Linked DNA regions of Mus musculus: regions 1, 2 and 3 are each linked to region 4. The links are chromatin contacts, called in public ChIA-PET maps. All regions are on one chromosome and are shown on one strand. Each heading gives the region's core, a stretch centred on a gene start, on an enhancer-like site or on the middle of the called end of the contact. The rest is flanking DNA. Distances are from core to core; before and after follow the strand shown.

Region 1 (6,156 bases), core at 2,825-5,324, 830 kb after region 4:
CAGCATATAATGTGTAAAAATTCCAGGTTTGAAAGAGGCTTGAGGCTCTTGCAGAGGACTTGGGAGGCTCACAAACATCATCACTCCAGTTTCAGGGGATCTGATGCCTCTGGACTCCTTGGGCACATCACACAATGGTACAAAAACATACATATAGATAAAACATCCATATACATAAAATTAAAACCAAACAAGTCCAGGAGCTAGAGAGTCTAGCCACTAAAGAGAACTTGCTGCTCCTTGAAAAGAATCCAGGTTTGCTAGCATCCACATGGTGGCCTACATCTGACTAACTCAAATCCCTGGGAACCCAACACCCATTTCTGGCCTCTGTGGGTACCATGCACATTTATGCATGTAGGCAAAAATCAATGAATGAATGAGTCTGTTTCTCTCTCTCTCTCTCTCTCTCTCTCTCTCTCTCACACACACACACACACACACACACACGATCTTAAATAAAAACAAAAAAATAAACCATAATTCCACTTACCAATTGTTCTATAAATATACAAATCTTTAAAGTTGTCAAACTTTTCAAAACACTGAACTAGTTTAACAAATGAGGCTCTCTTCAGTTTTTATGAACAAAGGCTACATCAAGAGCAGAAAAAGTTAGCTGGAAAAGGAATATCTACTAGCTTTCTCTTTACTGTTTTTCTGCGTCTTACATACCCCAGCTCCAGTCAGAACTATTATCTTTTTACACTCCTGCAGTAACTTCACAGCATCTTCAATTGTATTGATATCTTTTCTTTTTTTCCGCTTTGGTGGTTCTGAAAGGATATTAATAACAATCTGCCACAGCGTCATATCATCCAGCTCAGGTGGAGGAATTGTTTCTGGTAATAAATCTTTAAGAATTGTTCGAGGATCGGTGCCAATCATGAGATGTTGCTGAACAAAAGTATATGGACCTATATTAAGGGAAGAAAGACTCACATCAATTCCACTTCTAATAAAAAGCTATTTTTTCAAGCAATGAGTTAGCAATATATACATTTTTATGCAAAGAATACAATTTATATGTATTTCATGTCATATCCCTAACAAGATCTGACTAATTCAGTTTGGGGAGGGTGTGCTTAAGTCTAAGGGGTTTTTTTGGTTGGTTGGTTGGGGACAGGGTTTCTGTGTAGCCCTGGCTCTCCTGGAACTTGCTCTGTAGATCAGGCTGGCCTAGAACTCAAGATTCTCCTGCCTCTGCCTCCTGAGTGCTAGGATTAAAGATGCCTGCCACTACTGCCTGGACTGTCTAGGTATTCTGACTGCCTTAGATGGGAGGACGTGGTGAGCGACTCAAGGATTACCATGCAGGAGGCCAAGAAAAAAAAAATCTTACCAATACCTGAGCAACTAAATCTAAATGGTAAAGGTGACAGAGAATTTAAAGTTGGTACAAAAGCAGCTGTTGGGGTGGTACCAAATAACTATAATCCCCAGCATTTAGACACAAGATCAGAAATTCAAGGCTAATATGTGCTGGCTGGCTACCCAGCCAATGAGTTCAAGCCAGTCTAGGCTATACGTGTTCCTGTCTCAACAAGCAAGCAGACGAACGACAACAACCACAACAAAACAAGCAAGCAAAACCCCCAAAGGCTGTACACAGAAAGCAAAAACAATGTACAGAAGAAAAGAGGTGAGGACCTAACCTCAGGCACTGACAAACGGACATGGTACATACAGCACACCTATAATCCCAGCACTCTGGACTGCTGGTAAAGTCAGGATATCAATGTCATCCTTACATCCTAGACTCCACAAGTTTAAAGCCATCATAGGATAGATGAAAATGTCAAAAAAAAAAAAAAAAAAAATCAAGAAAAGAGAGAAGGAAGAGTAAGTCAAAAAGAGCTTTGGTTGTGATGTACTCCAGAGGCTGGGCAGAGACTGCAGAGTAGCTTAACTAGCTTGGGCTATAAAATATCTTGTCTCAAAAAGGAAGGACGGACAGAAGGACGGAAGGAATGAAGGAAGTTTGCAATTGTTTCAAAGATGCACATGCCTGAAGCATACCTATCCGCGGCCGCGGAGTCCAGTCACTAGAGCTGGCGTGTGACGTTCTGTCATCGTCATCACTTTCACAGGAATGAAAGCCATTAGTGAGGAGTCCATCGGTCAACAGGAGGTTGTCTGTCAAAGAGATCAAAAGGCTGCGGCTCAGACAATCCCCAGCTGGGCCCTGCGGTCCACACCTGCAATCCCAGGTACTTTGAGGCCCGTTTGGCCTGTATGGTGAGACACACACAGGTTCTTGAGACAAAAACAAAAAACCAGAAAGGCACAGAAGCACACACATCTGTAACTCCAGCACCTGGAAGGCACAGACATTGGAAACCAGCCTGACATATATAAAATAGTGAGTTCCGGACCAGCCTGGGCTAAACAGGGACCCTACCTCAAAAAATCCAAAATGAAGACACACACACACACACACAAATAAAATCTGTGTAGCCCTACAAAAGCAGCTCAGGGTTCCATGCCCAGGACAAAGAAATACAACTTCATGAAATGCATCAAATAGAAATTACTTCTAAATATCACTGAGATAAAAATCAATCCCTGGCTGTGTTCTCACTGCCCCAACCAGAGAAAGTCTCTTTCCGTAGCCCTTTCAAGTAGCAATCTACCTGCTTCAGCCACTGGGTGTTAGTAAATGTATGATTTAAAGAACACGAAGCATACTTTATGCGACTTGTTTCCCCTTTAATACCTGACATCAAGGGTCATTTCCTATTTCAGTCCCTAACACGTTTTGTTGTTTTTTAATTCATGGCACCATTATACGAGCCACAAACATCTACAAGGGCACTGACAGACTCTGATAAATTCTGTACAAAGCTTTTCAGGAAGACGATAAGTGGCATTATTACAAAAACAAAACAAAAAAGTAACCCAAACGTTTGGCGTCAATAGGGCAAAACCAAGCAGGTTTGTTTCAGGTTTGTTAATCTAAAAATGTTGCGAGCATGATTTTGAAAGGAAAAGAAAACTTACGAAAGTACAGTACAACTATAACTCCTCTATATCGAAGTGATAAATGCAATCGCAGAAAAGCAACATTTTTAGGAATAGCCATTTCCTTACATTTTTTAGACTGTGTCTCAAGAAATAGCTTTGGTGTATTAAAATTTCTAACTTCAAAAAAAGACATAGGTCTATCCAAAAAAGAAAAAAAAAAAAAAAAGCAACACAGGTGTCAGTTTGCAAAACGAAATCGCATGTCGATCCACGGGACAGCCCCAAAGTCGCAAAGCAAAGTGTGCAGTGAGGAAAACTATAACTTCACTAAAGGCGCATCGGGAGGGAAACCAAACCGAGGGAGGGAAAACTTCACTCTAACGCCAAACTGCGAGAACCGCGGTCCCGGCGACTGCGCGCAGCAGCGCAAGGCGGCCCAGGCGAGCGGCGAGTCCGCGCGCGGCTCCGCAGCAGGGCCGGCGAGCTCGGCGGCGCGCGGCCGAGCCAGGGCCGAGCTGCGCCGCTGCCGCCGCCGCCGCCGCGGAGCCCGCGGAGCTCTCGGGGCCCTGGGCAACCTGGGACCGGGTCACAGGCGGGGACGCGGAGGGACGCGGCTGCGCGGCAGCGCGCGCGGACTCACCTCGGTAGCCGATCGCTGCCGCCGCCGCTGCCGCCGCCGCCTCGTCCTCCTCCTCGCCCTCGTCGTCGTCGAAGTCGTCAGCCGCCCTCGGCTCCCGCCGCAGGCCGGACCCATTGTCTCCGTCCCCGGCCACGGCCGTCGCCGGGGCCTCCCGCTCCGCGCTCGCCGCCGCCCCTGCCGCCTCCCGCCACAGCGCCGCCGGGGCCGCGGCGCTCGCCGCCTCACACCCCGCGGCCGCCGGCGCCACTGCTGCGCTCGGCTCGCCCGGGCTGCGCCCGAGGCCAGGCCCGTCTCGGCGGGGCCTCTTGCGGAGCGGCTCGTCCGCCGGCTGCGACGCGGCCTCCATGGCGGCCGCCGCGGAAGGGGAGCCGGCGGCCTGAAGGGCGAGCGCCACCTCGTCCGCCATCTTCCAACTGCCTCTCTGGCCCTCCGCCCTCGCCTCCTCTGCTCCGCTCGACGCGCGGCACTGGCGCCCCCGCGGCTCGGCTGCGGGAGATTTAAACCCCGTCACGTGACCCGCCCCTCCCCGCCCCCGCGCCTCTCCCGCCACCCACGCGGGCCGGACCACAACACGCCGGGTCACGTGGCCGGGCGCCGCCCGCGGCCTGGGCCCTTCCCGGCCCCACCCAGGGCGGCTCGGCTCCCCTCAGCGGCCTCTGGCGCCTCCCGCCCGCCCGACCCGTTCGCTCGCTCGCTCGCTCGCTCGCTTGCTCGTCCGGGATCGCCGCGGTGGTTCAAGTTTGCGATGGCGCCGCCACTTCCCACCTGGGCCTCACGCGTGCACCTTGCCTGCCTGCGCCTCTTCGCCTCAAGTCGGCTTTTACCTCAGGGGCTCTGGAGAGCCCAACCTGGCCGACGCCGGCCTTCCTGAGGAGAACTCCTCCACCTGCCTTGCCCTTGCTCTGTGACAGCTCTTCCTCAGGTTACCCCTGTGGTCTCTCCTCAGGAAGTTTGCGCTCTCTCCCAATCTCCCTTCTCAAGTGCAATGGAATGCCCAAGCCAGCCCTCGGGGCCTGTTGCCCTCCTGGAAAGATCTGGCGATTGAGGACCCGCCCTATCTGCTCTCTGGACCCACCAGGTCCTCTGTACCTCGCTTTAGTCTTTGGTAAAATTCATCTCTTGGGGCAGCAAGAGAGAGGACAGAAGGGAGAGTGGTTGGTTCTCCACAAACTTCTGTGTTAAGAGTCAGATTGGGCCTGGGCTCTTGTGACTTGGGCGATTGACTGAACCTTTTCTAAGCCCAGTTTTTAATCATCTCTAAAATGACAGGGCCAGGACCGAAAGAGACTGTAGCTCAGTTGTAAAGTCACGCTTGCCAGACAACCCCGAAGCCCTAGAGAGAGGGAGGAAGGAGGGTAAGTTGAAGGTAATCTCCAACTACTTAGGAAGTTCAAAAAAGGCCTGGAATACATAAGACCTCGTCTCAAAAACGAAATTTAAAACGATAGACCATGAGAAATCAGCTAGTCAGGTTTAAAGTAAATGACATTAGTTTTAAAATCCTAGGCAGTTGATGGTGGCACAGGCCTTTAATCCCAGCAAGCTGGAGGAGACAGGAGGAGGTTCACTAGGACAGCCAAGGCTACACAAAGAAACCCTGTCTCGAAAAAATAATCTTACTTCTAGAATTGTAGAAATGGCTCTGTAGTTAACAGCACTTGTTGCTCCTGCAGAGGCCCTAGGTTTGACTCCCATCATCCACATGACAGCTCATACCTTCAGATCTGACACCTGCTTTTGGTAAACACAGACATGTATGGAGCCAAAAGACCCAAACACATAAAAATCCTCTTTGTTGTTGTTTTATGAGTTAGGGTTTCTCTGTGTAGCCCTGGCTGTCCAGGAACTCTGTAGATCAGGCTGTCCTTGAACTCAGAGGCCACCTGCCTCTGCTTCTTGAACTGCTGGGATTAAAGATGTACACCAGCAAGCCCAGCATAAAAATACATATTTAAATAATTTTTTAAATAATCCTTAGTTCCTTCACAACTCTAAGCCCCTTCACTTTCTAGTTACCATGAAATTCTGAGCACCTGTATCCATTTGGATCATTAGGGCTCAATTGCACATGGTTCAATTACAGTGGGGTTTCCCCAGATTTTAGAGTTAGAGGCAGCAGGATCAGAAAATTAAATCCATTTGCACTAGGTAATAAATTTGATCCCACCCTATCTCAAAAACAAAACACTAGCCACACGTGGCAGCACACACCTTTTACAACAGGACTCAGGAGCCTGGCATGATGGGACAGACCTTTACTCCCTGCACTTGAGGCAGATGCAGGCAAATCTAGGCATCCTGGTGTACATATGAAGTTCAGGCAAGCCAGGGCCACGTAGGCTCAAAGACTAAAAAAAAAAAAATAATTAAAATTAAAATATTAAACCTGGGAGTGTTGCTATAGCTCAGTGGTTAAGCACATGCAATAATCTTTCAGAGAACTTGAATTTGGTTCCCAGCACCTATTTCAGGTGGCTCACAACCACCTGTAACTCCAGTTCCAGACTATTCTGATTTCCAAAGGTGTTTTGTGCACTCGAGCATACACACAC
Region 2 (6,222 bases), core at 646-3,145, 880 kb after region 4:
GATGTCCTTGGAAGCCGGGAGGTGTCGGATCTCCTGGAGCTGGAATTAGCGAGGTGCTGGGCACTGGAAACTGAACTGAAGCTCTCTGGAAGTGCAGCAAGTGCTTCTCACCGCTAGCCATCTCTTCAGTCCCTGATTTCTGAATCAATGATCTCAGGGTGCCACATGCCTTTAATCCCAGCACTTGGGAAGCAGAGGCAGGAGGGTTTCTGAGTTCGAGGCCAGCCTGGTCTACAGAGTGAGTTCTACAGAGAGTAGCCAGGGCTACACCCCGTCTCGAAGAAACCAAAACCAAAAACAGAATTAATGATCTCTTCTCAGTCTCCTCTCCTTGTCCCTTCCCACTTCCCCTGTTCTCCCTCCCCGTCCCCCTCCCCTCTCTCCTCCCCTTCTCTCCCCTCTCTCCCTTCCCTTCTCCTCCCTTCCCCTCTTCCCCTCCCCTTCCCTTTCTCCTTTCCCTAGGGCCTGGCTGGTGGCAGTCAAAAATGCTGGCCACCGGGCTACATCTACAACCGCCCCAAATTACATGCTATTTTAGACACTTGGAAAAGTATCTTTCTAATTGACCAAATCTTAAAAACTTGCTTCACATTTTCTTCTGTCTCTTAAAAAAATAGGTTAAAAAAAAAACTATCCAAGTAACAGAGGTACAATAAATTAGTAACAGTTTTACACTAAATTGTCAAAACTGACTTCCGATTAGCTAATAGGAAAAAAAAAAATCACCATGTCAATACTCAAACTCCACCGAGGCACATAGGACCTCACAGAGACTGTGAGAGCACACACAGGCCTGTCCGTGTTCAAGCCAGATGAGGTCCCAGCACTGAGAGGGGAAGTAGAGATGGCCTCCCATCCCTAACCAACAAGCCATCTTCAGTTGATATCATCAAGGAAAAAGTAGTTCTCTGTAGCGGGGTCTCACTGGGTATATTAGGCACACTTAAGGGTGGGCTCCGTGCCCAGCAGGAAACGGGTAACACAGAACAAACTCAATGGTATTTTTTAAAAAAGATTTATTTATTTATTATATGTAAGTACACTGTAGCTGTATTCAGACACACCAGAAGAGGGCATCAGATCTCATTATGGATGGTTATGAGCCACCATGTGGTTGCTGACAATGGTATTTTTTAAAGCCTTTTTGTTTTATATTGCATAAAAAAAAATTACTGGCCTTCTGCTGGTATGTTATGGTTTCCCAGTTTGTGTTTTTAATTTTTTTTAAAGATTAATTCATTCATTTTATATATGTGAGTACACTGTAGCTGTCTTCAGACACATCAGAAGAGGGAGGGCATCAGATCCCATTACAGATGGTTGTGAGCCACCATGTGGTTGCTGGGAATTGAACTCAGGACCTTTGGAAGAGTAGTCAGTGCTCTTAACCGCTGAGCCATGTCTCCAGCCCGTGTTTTTAATTTTATAGATTTTGTTTGCATGTGTTTCTTCCATTATTTTTCTCTAAATTCTTTTATTTTAGTTTTTAAAATTTGTTTTCTAACGAGAGAAGGGGGAAAAAAAAAGGCGAGATGTTGGGTGAGTGAAGGAGAGGGGAGGATCTGGGAGGAGTTGGGACCGGGGAACCATAATCAGAATATATATTGTATGAAACAAATTTTTTCAATGAAAGCAAAAAGTAAAGAGCAAACCAAACCAAACCAAAACAACATCAACGACAAACAATAGCATCACCAGCAGCAGCAGCAGCAGCAGCAGCAGCAGCAGCAGCAGCAGCAGCAGCAGCAGCAGCAACAACAACAACAACAACAACAACAACAACAACAAAACACAACAGCAACAAAAAACCCAACAGCAACAACAAACCCCAAACTACAGATCCCAGCAGCCCCGCATGGCAGGCTCGATCCTGGGCAAACAGCCAATGAGAAGCTGTGTTTGCAAAGGGCTGGCTTGACGTCTGGGTGCTCGCTGGTTTGGAAAGTCCTGCTGAAATGTAAAGAGCTTTGCTGTCGCCCCGGAGCTCACAGTGTCGGTGGCGTCGGAGAGGACTGACTCATCCGCTGTAAATGGACGCGATACTGAACTACAGGCCGGAGGGCAGCGAGGACTACTACGCCTTGCTGGGATGCGATGAGCTCTCCTCGGTAAGCAGGGTTGCAGGTTCTCACCAGGTCGCCTTTGAGATCAGCCACGTCTCCTGGAACTCCAACCTCGTACCATTTGGAAGGAGTTTCGGCTCGGAGAAAGTGAAGGATTAAAATGCTTGCTGGTTAATTTGAGGAAAGGACTCCGAACTTCAAAGTATTAGCTGGGAGAGGGACCACATACAGTTTTTATTTATTTAGAGCAGCGGTTCTCAACCTGTGGGTTGCTACGGACTTGGGGTCGCATATCAGATATCCTGCACATCAAATATTTTTAATTACAATTCATAAACGCAGCAAAATTACAGTTATGAAGTAGCAACGAAATAATTTTATGGTTGGGGGTTACCGCAACGTGAGGAACTGTACTAAAGAGTCGCAGCATTAGGAAGGTTGAGAGCCACTGCCTAAGTAAAGGCTGCGATTTAGAGCTCAGGAGGCGGGGCCCCCTGTCTGTAGTCTCCTCGTTCAGAGAAAGTCTCATGGATTTTATAGTACCATTATAACCTCAAATGGTATTAAATACCATTATAATTTCAAATCAAATCAAGTTAGATGTCATATCTGGTGGGAGATTTTTCTTTTAAAGAAAGTAATGCTTCCCTTAGACATCATATACTTGAGACAAATGTGTTATTCTTTTTTTTTTCGAGACAGGGTTTGTCTGTATAGCCCTGGCTGTTCTGGAACTCACTTTATAGACCAGGCTGGCCTCGAACTCAGGAATCCGCCTGCCTCTGCCTCCCGAGTGCTGGGATTAAAGGCGTGAGCCACCACGCCCAGCCAAATGTGTTATTCTTTTAAAGACTTATTATTTTTGTTTTATGTGCATGCATGCATGCCTGTATGTATATATGTATGTGCATTTGGGTTCTATTTGGCTGAGTAGGGATACTTACTCTGTCATATAGCCTGCATTACTTTTTTGTTTGTTTTGTTTTGTTTTTGTTTTTGAGACAGAGTTGGCTTGGAACTCACCATCTCAGCATGTAGATCAAGTTGGCCATGGTTCACAGACATAACTTGCCTCTGCCTCATAGGTGATGGGATTAAAGGCATGTGCCACCATGCTTAGCCACAAAGCCAATTTTTTTTTAAACATCGATAGTTATAATTAGTTTAAAGAAATATCCTACTACACATACATTTTTATTTAAAAATTATGTTTTATTCGTTGAACCTTTGTATGTTGGGTTGGACCAGATCTTTGGTTCAAGAGTCACTTAAGACACCAAGATGGATGACCTGTGTACTGTAATTCTAAGGGCCGATCCCCCAAATAAAACAAACAAAACCAACCCCCCAAAACTATGCTTACTGCAGTCCCTTTTGCATGACAGTTCCTTAGTTCTTACTCTGAATTAAGCCTTGCTTTGGCTTCATTGAGGCTATGGTAGTCTGTTTCTCTAGATAAGCCACACACTGTGGAGCTAAATTCTTGTCTCATTTCAGATTTTCTCCGTAGACAAGTTTTTAGTATTAGAATTCTGGGTCAAAGACTAGAGATAGAGGTTTTTCATATATATACATATATATGTATATATACACACATATATGTTTTTCCACACATATATGGAAAAATATGTGTATATGTACATGTATATATGTACATTATATGTTTAACATATATGTACACTATATATTTCATATATTATATATGCACACATATATACATTATATATGCCACACACAAATATAATTATGTATTTCATATATAATGTATATTTCATTCACATTACATATGCCTGCAAATATATATTATATGTGTACTTGAATTCACTTTTAGAAATGTGTACCTACTTAATTAAGATTCAGGAGAGCATGGTGTTTGTGTCTTTGAACCTCCCTTCACCCTCTGCAGGTTTTGGTTTATTTGACTGTGAGTAAAGTTAAACATGATTTCTGTTTACCACCGGCATGGTAGGCAGCTGTGCAGACAGATCACTAGATATTGGATCAGGAAGGGAGGGCTTAGTGGACCTTGAGGTAAGGGCTTTGGCTGTCCACGGTCTGCGTTCAGCACTGGGCATGTGGGATACGGACAGCAGGAGAGAGATAGGCTATGTTGAAAGCAAACTAGCCATCTTTCCTGGTTTGCTCAGGGTCAGCCCTGCAGAAGGTCTGTGTTTAACCCTGTGACAGTAAAATGGTAAAGTATTGAAAGACAGATACGAGCTATTTTTTTTTTTTTTAAATGAAATTGGCAAGACTCGAGAAATGTAAAGCAGGAAGTGACAGTAACTTGTTAGCACTGTTGGGGGTTTACAGTTTGCTACCGTAGACAGGTACCATAATGCATTCCACATCATGCAGAGGTCAGAGGACACGTTGTGGGGAATGGTTCTTTCCTTCCACCATGTGGGTCTGGGGCATTGAATTCAGGTCATCGGGCTTGGTGGCAATTGCTTTTACCCACTGAACCATGTCATTGACCCCAGAATGCTTGCTTGCTTCTCTCTCTCTCTCTCTCCTTGCTTCCTTTTTTCTTTCCTCCTCCTCTGCCTCCTTCTTTTTTCATTTTTCAATTTTTGTTTGTTTGTTTGTTTGTTGAGACTGTGTCTCTCTACATAGCCCCGGCTGTCTTGGACCTCACTAGGTAGCCAAGGCTGGTCTCAATTTCACGGAGCTCCGCCTGCTTCTGCCTTCCAAGTGCTGAGCTCACAGGCGTGTGCCGCCACTCCCAGTCCCAGAACAGCTTCTAGTGTGATGTGAATTAAAACAAACAAACAAAAACCAGAACATCCATAACAATAAAATTCCAACCATCTTTGACAGATAGGTATAATTTTATGCATTTGTATTAGTTAATCTTCTCAGAACATAGACATAAATATGGGCAAAATGTATCTTAAAGGAGTAAAAAGGAGAACAATATTTTCTATTCTGTATTGATAGGAACTCTATACAAAGAGGGTTTGGGGGTACTAGTAAGATGGTAATCTACAAGTGTTTACTTGGGGCACAGGAGGGTTGGCTCAGTGGTTAAGAGCACTGGCTGCTCTTGTAGAGCCTGGTTCCCAGCATTCACACTATGCCTCATCGCTATCTGGAACTCCAATGCCTGGGAATCCAGTGCCCTCTTCCGACCATGTCATGTGCACAGACCATGCAGGCAAAACATTCACACACATACAACAATCAGGTACATCTTTAAAAGTGTTCATTTGCTGGGCTTGATGTCACATGCCTTTAATCCCAGCCCTCAGGAGACAGAAGCAGGCTGATCTTTTGGAGTCTGAAGTCAGTTTGGTCTACATGTTGAATCCTGGGCCAGCCAGGGCTACCCAGTGTGACCCTGTCACATCCACACACAAAGTATACTATTACATTTTTGGCCTGGACTTCCTATTTAGCCAAGGATGACCTGGCTGGAATTGTCTGCATGGTTATCTACACTTGAAGACATTTGATTCTCTTACGAAGTACATCTGTGCACGTGTGTGTGTGTGTGTGTGTGTGTGTGTGTGTGTGTGTGTGTAAAGGCCGGATCTTGCGCGCGCTCGACTGGCCAGGAAGAACGACGCTGCAACAGGATCCTTCTGCACACGTTTATTGGGAGAGCTTGATTGTAGAGGCGAAAAGACCTCGAGCCCAGAACTGGTGCTGCTTTTATAGGCCTAGGACAGGCGTTCTCTCTCATCTGATTGGTTAACTTGTCTCTCATCTGATTGGTTAACATTTGTCAATTCTCAAAACCTCACCTTGGCAAAAGAACCTTTACTGGCTATGTATGTGTGGTGGCCAGCTGTAGCCAACTGCCACTCTGCAACTGCCACTCTGCAACTGCCACTCTGCAACTGCCACTCTGCAACTGCCACTCTGTAACTGCCACTCTGTAACTGCCACTCTGTAACTGCCACTCTTCAACGGCTTCCCACATCTCCTCCTTTTTGTTTTAATAAAATGAGGCTGGTCTAGGCCTGTGCAATTACGTCCATCCACCGTGGCTCCTGTTTTAGGTCATTCCTCTAATGTCACAGCCTTTCCTGTCATAGGGTAACCCTATTGCCACTGGGCCCCGTGTCTTAGGTTGGTCTGTGCATGAGGAAAGTTGCCCGTCTCTGGATACCGCAGTGCTGTGTGACAGTAACTGCTAAATGACCTAGGGCGAACT
Region 3 (5,953 bases), core at 333-2,832, 740 kb after region 4:
TATAAGCCAGGTGCTATGGCCTACACCTGCAATCTTAACCATTCTGAAGGGAGGGTCCACAAGTTTGAAGACAGCCAAACTTAGCTTTAGTGCCATGCTTAGCTGGCTAAAGCACCCAGTAAAGCCATAACGCTGTGTAAAACTAACTACTATACAGTTTCAAAACTGCGTTTCAAGGTCTCTTTTTTTTAAAATGAGGCTGTCATTTTATTTACACCTATCCTCTGCTGGAAAGGTCTTGAGCTTCCTTCACTCTAAGCTAGCAGTACAGTTGTTTAGCATGGGACTACCCCCCGCCCCTCCCCACTTCTTCACGATTGACACACACTCAGAGATTGATAGCTACGGAGTTTCCTCCTAAGGATAAAGAGAGCATGGAACCTCTGTTTAAAAGGTTAAAATGTCAGCAAGCTACTCCATGCTCTTGGTCTTGGCGGCTTACCGAGCAAATCTTTTTCTTGTTCCAACAAATTGTCCTCCATTCATTCACTGGGTCCTTTTTTGAGACCACAACACACACAGATTTAGTATCAAGATGATGTTAAAATTGGCCTGTGAAATCTGGATTTCGTTTTCATGAAGCAGGAACTGTAGCTGTAAGCCCTGTTTTTCTCTGAGTGAAAGAGTTTGGGTAATTTAACCTCGTATCTTCCAAGAAGTTAGCTGAAAACGTGAGCCAACACTGTTCCGGAACCTGAAGCAAAGATGTTGACATTCAGTAAGATTAGACTAAGCCATTGCTCCATTGCTAGCAATATATCTTACATGTTCAAATTAGGTTCAGATGAGTTTAAGGGTTTAAAATGAGTCATCATCGGCTTTTCTAACCGTATTTGTGATGGTTTCGTCTGCTACTTCAAAACCAAAATTAGGAAAGGTAGAATAAAATTATGAAAAGGCTAAAACCCTCCAAGCAGAAAGACAAACCAAAATGAAATTTTCACTTGTCAACGCCGAAGCATTGTTAAAAACACACGGACAAGAACAAAAAAAAAAAAGAAGAAGAAGAAGAAGAGGAAGAAAGAAAATACATTTGACAGCTTCTAGCCCTAGCCGGCTGCATTAGCGTCTTAGAGCAGGGAACCGCAACACTGCGCAGGCTCCTGGATCAGACGAACCCTGGGAGGTCTCCCGCGCAGGCGCACGAATGGGGAAGTGGGCGGGGTCGCGCATGCTCCCCGGCTCACTTCCGGCCAGCCCCTCCCCTCCCCCCTCCCCCGCGAAACCACCGCCCCTCTCCCTTGTCGCCTGGCTCTCCCTCGTCGCCAGCCTCTCCCTCAGCTCTCTCCACCCCTCGTGGTCTCCGCCCTGCTCACCGCCAGCCCTTCCCCTCCCGCTCCATCCGGGTCGCTGACGGCTTGTCTCTCGGTCCGGAGAGTGCTGGCGGCAGCGTTTCTCGGAGGAGCCTGGGAAAGTTTCACGGGCGAGCCGGGCAGCAGAGGCAGCGGAGCTGCGGTCGGGGACGTCGGAGGAGCCGTGGTAATCGCCGCGGCCGGCTGAAGGAGGAAGGTCTTGGGAGCTGGAGAGCCGCCCAGAGGTCCAGGGAGCGTCCGTCCTCCATCGCTTAGGGCTCTCCCTGCCCTGAGAGACCCGGTGAGTCGTTGCCCCCCGTGGGTTCGGGGTAGTGTGACGGAGGCGAGCTCCGCTGGGGCCTTGGGGAAGGGCGCCAGCGTCCTCAACGTTTTCCGGGGCCGGAGTGGTGCACCGCCCTCGGGGAAAGGGTCTCCCTGGGGCCGAGGCCGTGGGGCTGAGCCCGGTGGGGTGAACCCTCTCCCCGGCTCGCCCATAGGTAGCTGCGGGAGTTTGGCTGGCCGGCCCGTGAGGCTGGGTGTGTGCAGACCATTCCTCTGCCCCGGGCCGCGGGAGCTGATCGTGAGGTGCATGGTCAGAGAAAGAGGAAACCAAACTGCCTTGCGTTCTCCTACCTGTTGCTGGCGAGAGAACGTCTTTCCCATACTGGTTCTGACTTTTTGGAGGAAAAAAAAAAGGGTACCCAAACGAAGCGCATTGAAATCGGAGCTATGTTCCTGTCTGATGCTAGCCTTGAAAACACAGAGAGAGAGATAGGGAAAGACAATGCAGAACTCTCTGGAACTTTCGAGTTTTGGTGTCCCAAACTTTTTCTGATAGGAGTGGAGTGAGACAGCTTCGGCACTTTCTAAATAAACATAAATGCAAGAAAATTATGTTTTGAAACCTCAGATTCAGCGAAAGGAATTTAGGTGATTTTGGACAGCAAGGATAAGACTGACTTCTATTAATGCTTCTTAATGCACCATGCTTTTTAAAGAAATGTAAAGGGTTTTTTTTTTTTTTTTAATGTTAATGGAGGATTCCCTCACTTGTTTGTGCACCATGCGTGCCCGTAGTGCAGGAAGCCAGTAGAGGGCGTAGGATTGATTCCCTGGGAGGAGTTACACACAGAGAGCAGCCATGTGGGTGCTGGGAATTGAATCAGGATCCTTTAAAAGAGACATCTCTCAGCCCCTTAATGTATGTCTTTCAAGCGCAGAAGTTATATAGATTTTCCTATCAAAAGTTAACCCTGCCTCCAACCTGGTCTTGTTTGGAAAAAAAACTCAGCAGTCCTGTGATTGTTTTTCATCTTTAAGTAATTTTCCTAGAGGTATGTATTATAATCACATTGATTTGGTTTTAAAATTAAATTAGTAGAGTGAGTTCTCGACCTTAGCATTTTGACTTATAAAATGGAGTCGATTGTTTGAAATTACGACTTGATAATTTCTAATTTTGTACATAGCTTATTAGTACAAATAATGAGAATAGTCTACTTTAAATTGTTATTTTTTTTCTAAAGTTCCATTATTGTTTTTATTTATGTTACAGATAAGAACTTCCATTTTCTGTTGATGTGGAGGTAGGTATCAGATTGTTCTGTGGGGGACTGGAAGATTATGTTTCTGCAGTTGGCTGGATACTTGCTTGTTTGGGCATTGGACACATGCCTTATTTACTGTTCTCATTAAATGTATGTAAACACGAAAACCTAATTTCATTAGAGTACTTATATAGCAGAGTTAAAGCCAGTTACTGTTTTAAGTTTTGCAAAGAATAGTAGAAGGTGATGTCATTTCCTAAACATTTGTATATGGCCCTTTAAAACTGAGAGAACTGACTGTCACCCCAAGCATATTATAAGTATTAAACAAGTGCAGTCCTCATTTTAGCTTAACACTCGATGAGAGAGCAGCTTGCTTTGAGGTCTTACTAACTTTTGTTTTTCTCCTCAGACATAGGGTACCTCCCAGTTTCCAGTGTTTCAGAAGGGACTTTTGTATTGAAACTGGAAGACCAAGGTCATTCCAAGCATGTTGTGCTGGGGCAATGCATCCTATGGACAACTAGGTTTGGGAGGAATTGATGAAGAAATTGTACTAGAGCCCAGGAGAAGTGACTTTTTCGTGAACAAAAAGGTCCGAGATGTAGGCTGTGGACTCAGGCACACTGTGTTTGTCCTGGATGATGGGACTGTGTACACATGTGGATGTAATGATCTAGGACAGCTAGGTCATGAAAAGTCCAGAAAGAAACCAGGTACGGGACATTTCTCTATTTCTAATAATTGATCATTTATTTCACTCTTGAAATGGTGTTTTGTATGACCTCTGTAAATCCTAAACTTACAGGCTTTTTCAAGATTTAAAAGCAAAGTAAAAGTGAAACATACTCTTGACCTTCCTGTGCTGCTTAAGAAGTACATTGTGTGTGTGTGTGTGTGTGTGTGTGTGTGTGGTGTGGGGGGGGGTGTGGGTGTGGGTGGGTGGGTGGGTGGGTGTGGGTGGGTGGGTGTGTGTGTGTGGTTGTTTGTTTGTTTTTATTTATTACTACTACTAGTGGTTGAAAACAGTAACAAAAAACCCTAGACTTCAGTGTTTGTTTTCTTTTATATAGACTATAAAGTTATCAAAATCTTTAATAAGTTCAGCTACCTTGAACAGATTTTGAATTCCTAATTTGTTCTCTGTGATGATTCTGTACTCATGGGGGGATGGTAAAAGCTTTTTATTTTCATTTACTTGTGTAAATTATAATTCTTCCATTTTATTCCCCATTTTACTTTAGGTATGTAATGTTTTGTTGCTTAGTTAGAAGTACTGTTTAATCCCCTAGTTGCTGCTTCCACGTTTTCAGTGCTAGCTTTTAAAGGGTTGTGAATGCCAGGTCTGACTATGGAGAGAGATCTAAGCACAATGTAAAATAATTTATCAGGTAATAAGCATTGGAAACATTTGGTCAGATTTCATGGTGTTTTTCTGGATGTTGTATTTAAAATTGGGTAGTAACACATTTGAGGTGGAATTATTAGATATTTTGCTCTCAGTTGTGATAACCCAAAGCTCCTACAGGAAGGCAGTAAATTCAGAGGAGAAAGCTGCCGTGCTGTTTGTCACAGTAACACACTTAGGCGTTCCCTGTGGTAATCCTTGTTCTCTGTCATCCCATTGTAGGAGGTGTTTAGTTGGTTGGTTGGTTTTCTTTTTGGTTTTTTTTGGGTTTTTTTTTTTTGTTTGTTTGTTTTTGGTGGTCTTGTTTTGAGAGATCAACATAGGTATAAACACTCAGGCAATTAATTGAAGTATCTTTCATACCATCTCTCCACCACTGCCATCCTTAACACCTAGTACTCTTAATTTGCAGATACTGTACCTTTTATTCTTTGTGGGTAGGATCTTAATCTCTTCTCATAGCCTGTAACTTATTACCTCATGATATGTAACTTGATTTTAATGAATGAGAGCATTTCCTTAATAAAGTGGGTCTAATTATTGTAGAACTCAAAGCAGATGAATTTTCTTGTATTACATTTCACGAAAGAATCTCTTAATTATACCAGATTTTCATAATCTCGGGCACTGAGGTGGTTGTGGGTGGTAATTTACTATCTGTACATTTTGCTTATGTGGGAATGCTACGGCAGGTTGAGGTTTTCATGGTGTTATTTTAGTGTTGTTTAGATCAGAGCCCTCCTGTCTCCCCACCCCACCTCCACGTGTACCAGTAGGAAGTATAACTTAAACCGCAGGGATGTGTTTGGGGAAAGCTGGGTGTGTTTTGGTCTTGTTGACATTGTGATGGCTGTATTGTGACATCTCTGTCTTCTGTGAATTCATCCCGGAAGCATTATTTCGTAATGCAAAGTTGAAGAGTGTGCTTCCACTTTAGATTGACTCGTTGGTGTCCAGGACGTAGCAAACAGTCCCTAGAAAAGGAAAAAGGAAAGAAAAAAGAGCATTGTTTTTCAGAGATTTAGAGTTTCAATTGGGAGTTAAGACATACATAAATGGAAGTAACTGAAGAGAATTGAAATTTTCCATGATATTATATGTATTTCAAGCCTTGGGAATTTGATGAGAAAAATATGTGTGATTGAGTGAAAGGAATAATGGTTTAATTCTGTCTGTAGTTGTGTAAATAGCTAGTAAATAAGTCTGGTGCTATAGAATTTTATTTTATTTTATTTTTTATTTTATTTTATTTTATTTATTTTTTTATTTTTATTTTATTTTATTTATAAAAGGGGTTAGTGGGGGAGCAGGAGGGCTCTGATCTAAACAAAAGTCCTGGTTCTCTGGTACCTTGAAGTGTAACTAGAGATGGAAGAACTCAAGGAGGTGTGATTGCTCTGACAGGATTTCAGCTTTCAACCTCAGTTTTTGTTTCAAGTGCATGAGTGGTAAACCTTAATAATGTTTTAACTAAAGTTCTCTTTGGAATGGTTCTTCAATGTTTTAAATGTGCTTTCCCTGTTCCTTTTATAAATTGCTAAATTTGAGGGGTGAGTTTAAAGATGAGGGATTGTCAGAACTTAATTTAATTGGTTTGAAAGACTTGATAATTGACTAGTCTTTTTATCTGTCTGAGTCACAGGCAGTTCTTTTATCAGAGCTTTACTCAAGTCTACAAAGAAAGTAGAGAAAAGCCAAGAATTATT
Region 4 (6,194 bases), core at 2,945-5,444:
CCAAATTTACTTTCGGTTTATTCTCACCTCTACAGGAAACATAGCAAAGGCTGCAGAGGAAAAACAAAATAAAAAAAAAACATGTTTGTCTATTTGTCTGTCTGTTTGTTTTAAATTAAAAAGGGGCTGGAGACAGGGGCTCTGTGGTTAAGAGCACTGGCTACTCTTGCAGAAGACCTGGGTTCAATTCCCAGCACTTACTTGGCAGCTCACAACCATCTGTAACTCCAGTTCTTAGGGCTCTGACACACTCTTTTGGCCTCCCTCGGCACCTTGTACACAGACATATATACAGGCAAAATCCCTTTGCACATAAATAAAATAAAATAATAATATAATAATAATAGAACCTGAATGACCCTTGAGCAGTCTAGAAACTTATTTCTGACCTCCAAACTGAATGACTTATTAGCTCACTCCCACAGGCCTAGAGCAAACCACACCCATATTTAGCAAGGGGCTGATGTAAGGAGCCTGTGAGACAGTGGTTGTCAGTTCCGGTCAGTTCTCGTCATAAATTCCTCCTCAGGGCCAGAGAGAGGGTCGTTATTGGGCAGTGATTACAAAATCACTTTACCAACAGCTGTGCTCATGAGTGGACCTGGTATTGTTCCTGTCGGGGGGGGGGGGGGGGCGCCTAGCCTCGGCTCCTTGACTACACCTGCTCATGCATTTTTTCATCTTGTCTCTTTGTGAACATGTTGCTTTGTTTGAGACAGGGTCTCAGATAGTCCAAGGCTCACTATTTGTCTGGGGATGGCCTTTCACTTCTGATCCTCTCACCTTGGGAGCCCCACCTCCCAAGTGTTTTATGAGCATTAAGAAGGATAAGTAAAAAAGGTAATGCAAAGTAGGAGCCAAGGGCCTCGCCTAGGTGACAGTCCCCCGGGAGCCTCTATTAAGTAGATTAGCCATCACTGTTATCACCCACTCGCAGATTGCACATGTTTCCTTGTACTGGATACCATTTTACATCGTGGTTTTAGCTGGATTTGTAGAAATAAAGTATGTTACGGGAATTATTTATACATAAGAAAGATTTTTTTTCCCACGTGAACTAACCTACAAGTGCCTCCAATGTGACAACATTGGAAACATGGTCACTGAAGAGGTCAAAATGGGACCATTAGGGTGGCCTATGTCCAACAGGACAGTGTCCTTCTAAGGAGAGAATAATGGGGAATAGAGAAGGGGGGCTGTGTGAAAAGACACAGGCACCATAGATGAGAAAGGTGTCAGAGTGAAGCCAACATTGCCAACACACGGGGGCCAGGCATCTTGGATTGGGTTTTAAACTCTGGTACAATGTGCGTGTGGAAAATAAACTACTGTTTGGTGGTTGGTTTTTTTGAGACAAGGTTTCTTTGTGTGTAGTCTTGGTTTTTCTGGAACTAACTCTGTAGCTCAGGCTAGCCTCGAACTCAGAGATCCTCCAGCCTCTGCATCCTGAGTGCTGGGCTTAAAGGCATGTGCTACCACTACCTGGCTATATTTCTGTTGTTTAAGTACCTGGTCTATGGTGTTTTGTTACGGCAATCTCAGAACGTAAATGCAGTAACCTAAGATCACAGGCTAAAATCCCGGTGCATCTCATCACTTAGACAGGAAAACTACAGACACACCAGTCCTTAAACATCTTTGTAAAGATAAGGCGAGAGCTGGGCTTGTGGTTGAGTTGGTAAACTGGTGTAGCATGCAACCAAAACCTAGGATTGGTTCCCAGCACTCCACAAAGTGGGCATGGTAGCACACATACTTAAGTTCAAAGCCACCCTCAGCTCATAATGAATTCAAGGGGCTGGGCACCGACTTGCTCTTCCAGAGCTCAATTCCCAGCAATCTCTGGGTGACTCACAAACATCTGTAATGAGATCCGATGCTCTCTCTTGTCATGTACCATGTATATGCACACAGAACACTCATACATAAATAATTTTTAAAAAATGAGCTCAAGGCTATCCTGGGGTAAGCGATTTGACAGAGAGGGTATGGTATCTAATCACTCGTGGCAGGACACAAGTGGTAAGACACATAGTGTCATTGCTGTAGCCGCTTAATCACTAACTCGTGGCCAAACACCCACATTCATGTTCAGAGATGAGCAAAGTCGTTAAGCCAAGAACCCCTTGGAAACACCCTAGATTTTTGGCTCATTCATTGTCTCCTTTCTTTGCTTCTGTTCCCAACTAAGAGCTAAGTCAACCATGACATAAAAGATAAAAGACAGCCTTTCCTCCCCTACCTCTCCCCCCCCCATGCTTTTTTTTTTTTTTTTTTTTTTTTTTTTTTTTTTTTTGAGATAAGATCTCACTAGTAGCACAGGCTATCCTGGAACTCTCGAAGACTGGGCTGGCCTTAAACTCACAGTCCCTCCTGCCTCTGCACCTTGAGTGCCTTAGAAGCCACCCAGCCCGACTCCTTCCTAATTTCTGGCTCGTGATGAAATAGACAAGGTTTTGTTTTTAGTCTAGTTTGATGTTTCTGGGAACTTTTGCAACTGAAAGGCTTACATGCACGCCTCTGGTAGAGAGACACCCAGAGCCAGGTGTCACAAATGCGGAATTCACAGCTGTCCATCTTGCCAGAGCACGTGGCTACCGGGGACTATTTCATGAAGCCAAAGGTTTTTCCCTGAAAGATCCGCATGAACTTGAATTCTGAGTCAAAGGGAAAAGTGTGGCTCTAGCTGTGTAGCAGAGCCCCGGACATGCATGAGGCCCTGGGTGTAGGCGCCAATATCACAAAGCTACATAAATAGAAGTGAGCCTTAGCAAGGTCACTTCCTGTTTTCCGATGACGACGTTAGCATAGCCCCATGAAAATAAGTTTCTAAACTTCCACTATGCAAGGAATTTCTGAAGTAACCTGTGAGATGTCATTTCGACCGGAAGTAAGAACGCTACAGCTAGGAGTCACTTCGAAGAAACTCCAGGACACGTATGTCGCTGTGACTCAACATTTCCTTTATGTTTTTCAACCATAAACTCGGCAACTTATTTATCAGGCCATGACCTTCTGCCTCATTTAGACATAGTTCCCTAAATATTAAGGCGAATAAAGTGTGCTTCTTTGTAGTTGTTGTTTGTTTGTTTGTTCTACAAACATTCCATCTTCTTAGAAAAAGTTTGAGGTTGAGTCAGCATGACTGAACAGCTGTAAAAGACAGTCAAATTTACAGACAGGTTTTCAAACGAAAACCTGTTTTCTGGACGAGAGCACAAATGCTAACACTCCTCAGGCTGTTTCTAAAATATTGTTTTAGAGTTAGCATTTTGCCTAGCCAAAATTGAATGTTTGGTAAGAGCCGAGCTTAAGAAGAAAGTAAAAATAGCTACATTTACCCCAATTAAAAAAAAAAAAAAAAAAAAAGCCGGGCAGTGGTGGCGCACACCTTTAATCCCAGCACTTGGGAAACAGAGGCAGGTGGATTTCGGAGTTCGAGGCCAGCCTGGTCTACAGAGTGAGTTCCAGGACAGCCAGGGCTACACAGAGAAACCCTGTCTCAGAAAATCACACACACACAAAAGCCTCTTTCATTGTTAAAATAACAGCGCCATCAGATTCCGTTCTTTGGAACCCAGCATGGAGACATACACCTGTTATCCCAGCACTCGGGAAGTAGAAGTTCCAGGTCCTCTTCAGCTGTATAGCAAGTTGAAGACCATCTTACGCTACATGAGACCTTATATCAAAATGGAGTTCATGCAGACAACTCAGTGATAGGATGCTATTCTAGAAAATTCCATGATGCCACCATCTCAGTAGATCAGTTGGGTAATTTTCCATTTATTTCTTGAATGCTTTAAATGAATAAACCACACATCTTTACCCAAAAAAATAAGAACACTTTTCAGTCATCCTGACAGGTTTTAAGGCCACCACTTACCTTAGAGTTTAATTAATTATTATTATTTTTTAGACCAAACTCAAGTAAACTCACACGAGGTTGTTGAGGCACCTGAAATCCTTCCTTACCTCCCCTCCCACAATAGGACACCCTGCACCTTCAGATGAAGACAATTACTTGTGCATATGCTGATGCCTTCAGAGCAGAGAATTAAAGATCCTGGGTCTCTTACCTTGCACTGAAGATCCCCAAACCAGGACGAAGGCGAGAGCCAGGACAAGCCTGCTGCCGACGGGAACCTGCATCCTGACCAGCTCGGCTCCACTCAGCCTCTGGATTAGCAAATGTAGCAGGGTGCTCTTTCTGTCCCTTTTAGAAAGAGGTTCCAAAACCTCAGACCCTGCCCAAGAACACACGTCACAGTTTCCTGAACAAATAGAAAGAGATCCACATCAACACCCAGAAAGAAGAAGAAAGTTGAAAAAAACAACAACTGTTCATACCCATGATGAAACTCCACCGGACTCCCCCTAGGCGTTTGCTGTGTGGTTATTATTTTTTCTTTTTCCAAAAAGCTCTGCCATCTGTCATTTGCATGTTTAAAAAAAAAGTTTTCCCCATCAAAAAGTCGAATCAGCACTTTCTTCCCCCTCCCTTCCTTCAGGTAACAATCTAAACAGACAGGAGGACTCAGCTGTTCCAGAACTGAGCTCGGCTCATCCACAGCGCACATCAAAGAGAAGCTGGGCGCGCACAGAGTCAGGCACAAGCAGGGAACATTCCGAGCCGAGCTGGGTTCTCAGCCCCCAGGATGAGCGGTCTCCGTTAACGTCCAGAGTCTGCTAGAATTCCTGGCTTTCCCTCTAGCTCACAAACAGGTGAGGAATATATATATATATAAAATCAGCTGCTCCCCAGGGATTGAGACCATGCATGTTTGCATCTTTTTTTCCTGTTTTTTTTTGTTTGTTTGTTTGTTTACTTCGAAAAAAAATTTTTCTTTCTGGTCTTGAGTAAGGCAAAAATCAGGAACAAGGAGGGCAGGTCCCCCCCTCAGAGGGCCGTGGAATGTGAAAACAGAGACACAGATGCTGCCGTTCATAAAGGACTAGCCGTTCCCTGGCCTCGAAGATTGCGGGGCTTTGGGGGTGCGGGTGCGGGAATGGCCACTCTGTGCTAGCCTCACAGTAAGGGTGGTTTTACGCTGTATCTGTAGCGAGACAGCTTTCTCTGCCTTTGCTCTGAGGGCTCAACCATTCTCCACTTCAGGGTGTCCGTTCCTCGGCTGCTCAGATGCCTGCCCCTTGGCCATCCTTTGATGGGTGGGAGGAGTTTCCTTCCCCTTGTTCTGGGCTTCCTGCTGATTCCTTAAGGTTTCCTGATAAGGACAGACTTTAGAATCTCATAGCTCAGGAGCCCTGATAGAGAAAATGAAGCCCTCCTTAGAAACTTCTCCTCAGAAGCCCCCTCAGAGCCTGGAAACCCTCAACTGTAGCAACCGAGGCGCACAGAGACCCAGCGCACACCGTGTGGAGTTTTAGTATCTGTTGGGATTTCTCTCCTCTGCCTTTGGTCCCTTTTCATGATAAGCTTCAATTAAAGCCCTGATAACAAAACGAAAGATCATGTTAACAGCTTCAGGAAGTTTCTCACGACACCTTCAAGGCAATTAGAAGTAGAGATGGATAATTTAGTCACCTTCACACAACCTACAATCACGTGGGAAGGGAGTCTCAGGGACGGAGATAGCCCGGATCAGGATGGCTATGGACAGGCCTAAGGGGGATTGTCTTGGTTATTTGGTGTGGGAAGATCCAGCCCATAGTAGGCAGCGTGATGCCCTCCCTGGTTTAGGGATCCGGATGGCAGCAAGCTGAGAGAAAACCAGCAATCATTTGTTCCTCTCTGCTTTGGATTGTGCAATCAGCTGCTTCAAGTTCAAGCCGCCTTGACTTCCTTGCAATGATGCACTGTTCTCGTAACCTGGAAGCGTGAGCTAAAATGTGACCCTGAGCCCTTTCTTCCCTAAGCTGCCTTTTGTAGGGTAGTTTATCACAGTGACAGAAACAAAACCCAAACAACCAAAACTAGTACCTGAAAGTGATCACTGGGAGATTTTTCTCACTCGGGGACTTTTTTTTTTTTTTTTTGCTGCTGCTGAGTCATGGGGATTTTTTTTTATTTACTTCCTTATATATTTTTATTTATTGAGGCAGGGTTTCACGTATCCCCAGCTGGCTTTGAACCTGTTGTGTAGGCCAAAGATGACCCTGGGCTCCCGAGTCTCTCTCTAGTCCTCTCTTCTCACACTCTGGGGTGAGTGGCCAGACCTGTTCTAGAACTCAGG

Evidence for each region. ChIA-PET counts read pairs in DNA pulled down with a chosen protein or histone mark.
Region 1: a contact with region 4 is called in an RNA polymerase II ChIA-PET map of memory CD8 T cells, with 72 read pairs. The contact joins the promoter of Sirt1 here to the promoter of Srgn in region 4. A contact is called at or near these places in 2 of 115 datasets of contacts at active chromatin or transcription factors (memory CD8 T cells and thymic regulatory T cells).
Region 2: a contact with region 4 is called in an RNA polymerase II ChIA-PET map of memory CD8 T cells, with 28 read pairs. The contact joins the promoter of Dnajc12 here to the promoter of Srgn in region 4. A contact is called at or near these places in 4 of 484 Hi-C or Micro-C datasets (CD4 T cells, the N1E-115 cell line, embryonic fibroblasts and 1 more) and 2 of 115 datasets of contacts at active chromatin or transcription factors (memory CD8 T cells and pro-B cells).
Region 3: an RNA polymerase II ChIA-PET map of memory CD8 T cells shows a contact between it and region 4, with 57 read pairs. The contact joins the promoter of 1700120B22Rik here to the promoter of Srgn in region 4. A contact is called at or near these places in 2 of 115 datasets of contacts at active chromatin or transcription factors (memory CD8 T cells and thymic regulatory T cells) and 1 of 9 other capture datasets (liver).

Annotation. Positions count from the first base shown.
Region 1 is chr10:63,334,961-63,341,116 of GRCm38.p6, forward strand. It overlaps Sirt1 (sirtuin 1), which reads right to left and starts at 4,075. Exons shown (of 9, transcript NM_019812.3): 1 at 3,605-4,075; 2 at 2,020-2,136; 3 at 676-917. The coding sequence starts at 4,010. RefSeq lists a promoter at 4,011-4,639.
Region 2 is chr10:63,384,668-63,390,889 of GRCm38.p6, forward strand. It overlaps Dnajc12 (DnaJ heat shock protein family (Hsp40) member C12), which reads left to right and starts at 1,896. Exons shown (of 5, transcript NM_013888.3): 1 at 1,896-2,108. The coding sequence starts at 2,031.
Region 3 is chr10:63,242,571-63,248,523 of GRCm38.p6, forward strand. 1700120B22Rik (RIKEN cDNA 1700120B22 gene) reads right to left here and starts at 1,583. Exons shown (of 2, transcript NR_166111.1): 1 at 1,317-1,583; 2 at 1-694. Herc4 (hect domain and RLD 4) reads left to right here and starts at 1,227. Exons shown (of 25, transcript NM_026101.4): 1 at 1,227-1,593; 2 at 2,848-2,878; 3 at 3,252-3,555. The coding sequence starts at 3,330.
Region 4 is chr10:62,503,563-62,509,756 of GRCm38.p6, forward strand. It overlaps Srgn (serglycin), which reads right to left and starts at 4,195. Exons shown (of 3, transcript NM_011157.3): 1 at 4,080-4,195. The coding sequence starts at 4,152. It overlaps Gm51804 (a long non-coding RNA gene), which reads left to right and starts at 4,242. Exons shown (of 3, transcript XR_003949006.1): 1 at 4,242-4,392; 2 at 4,512-4,725.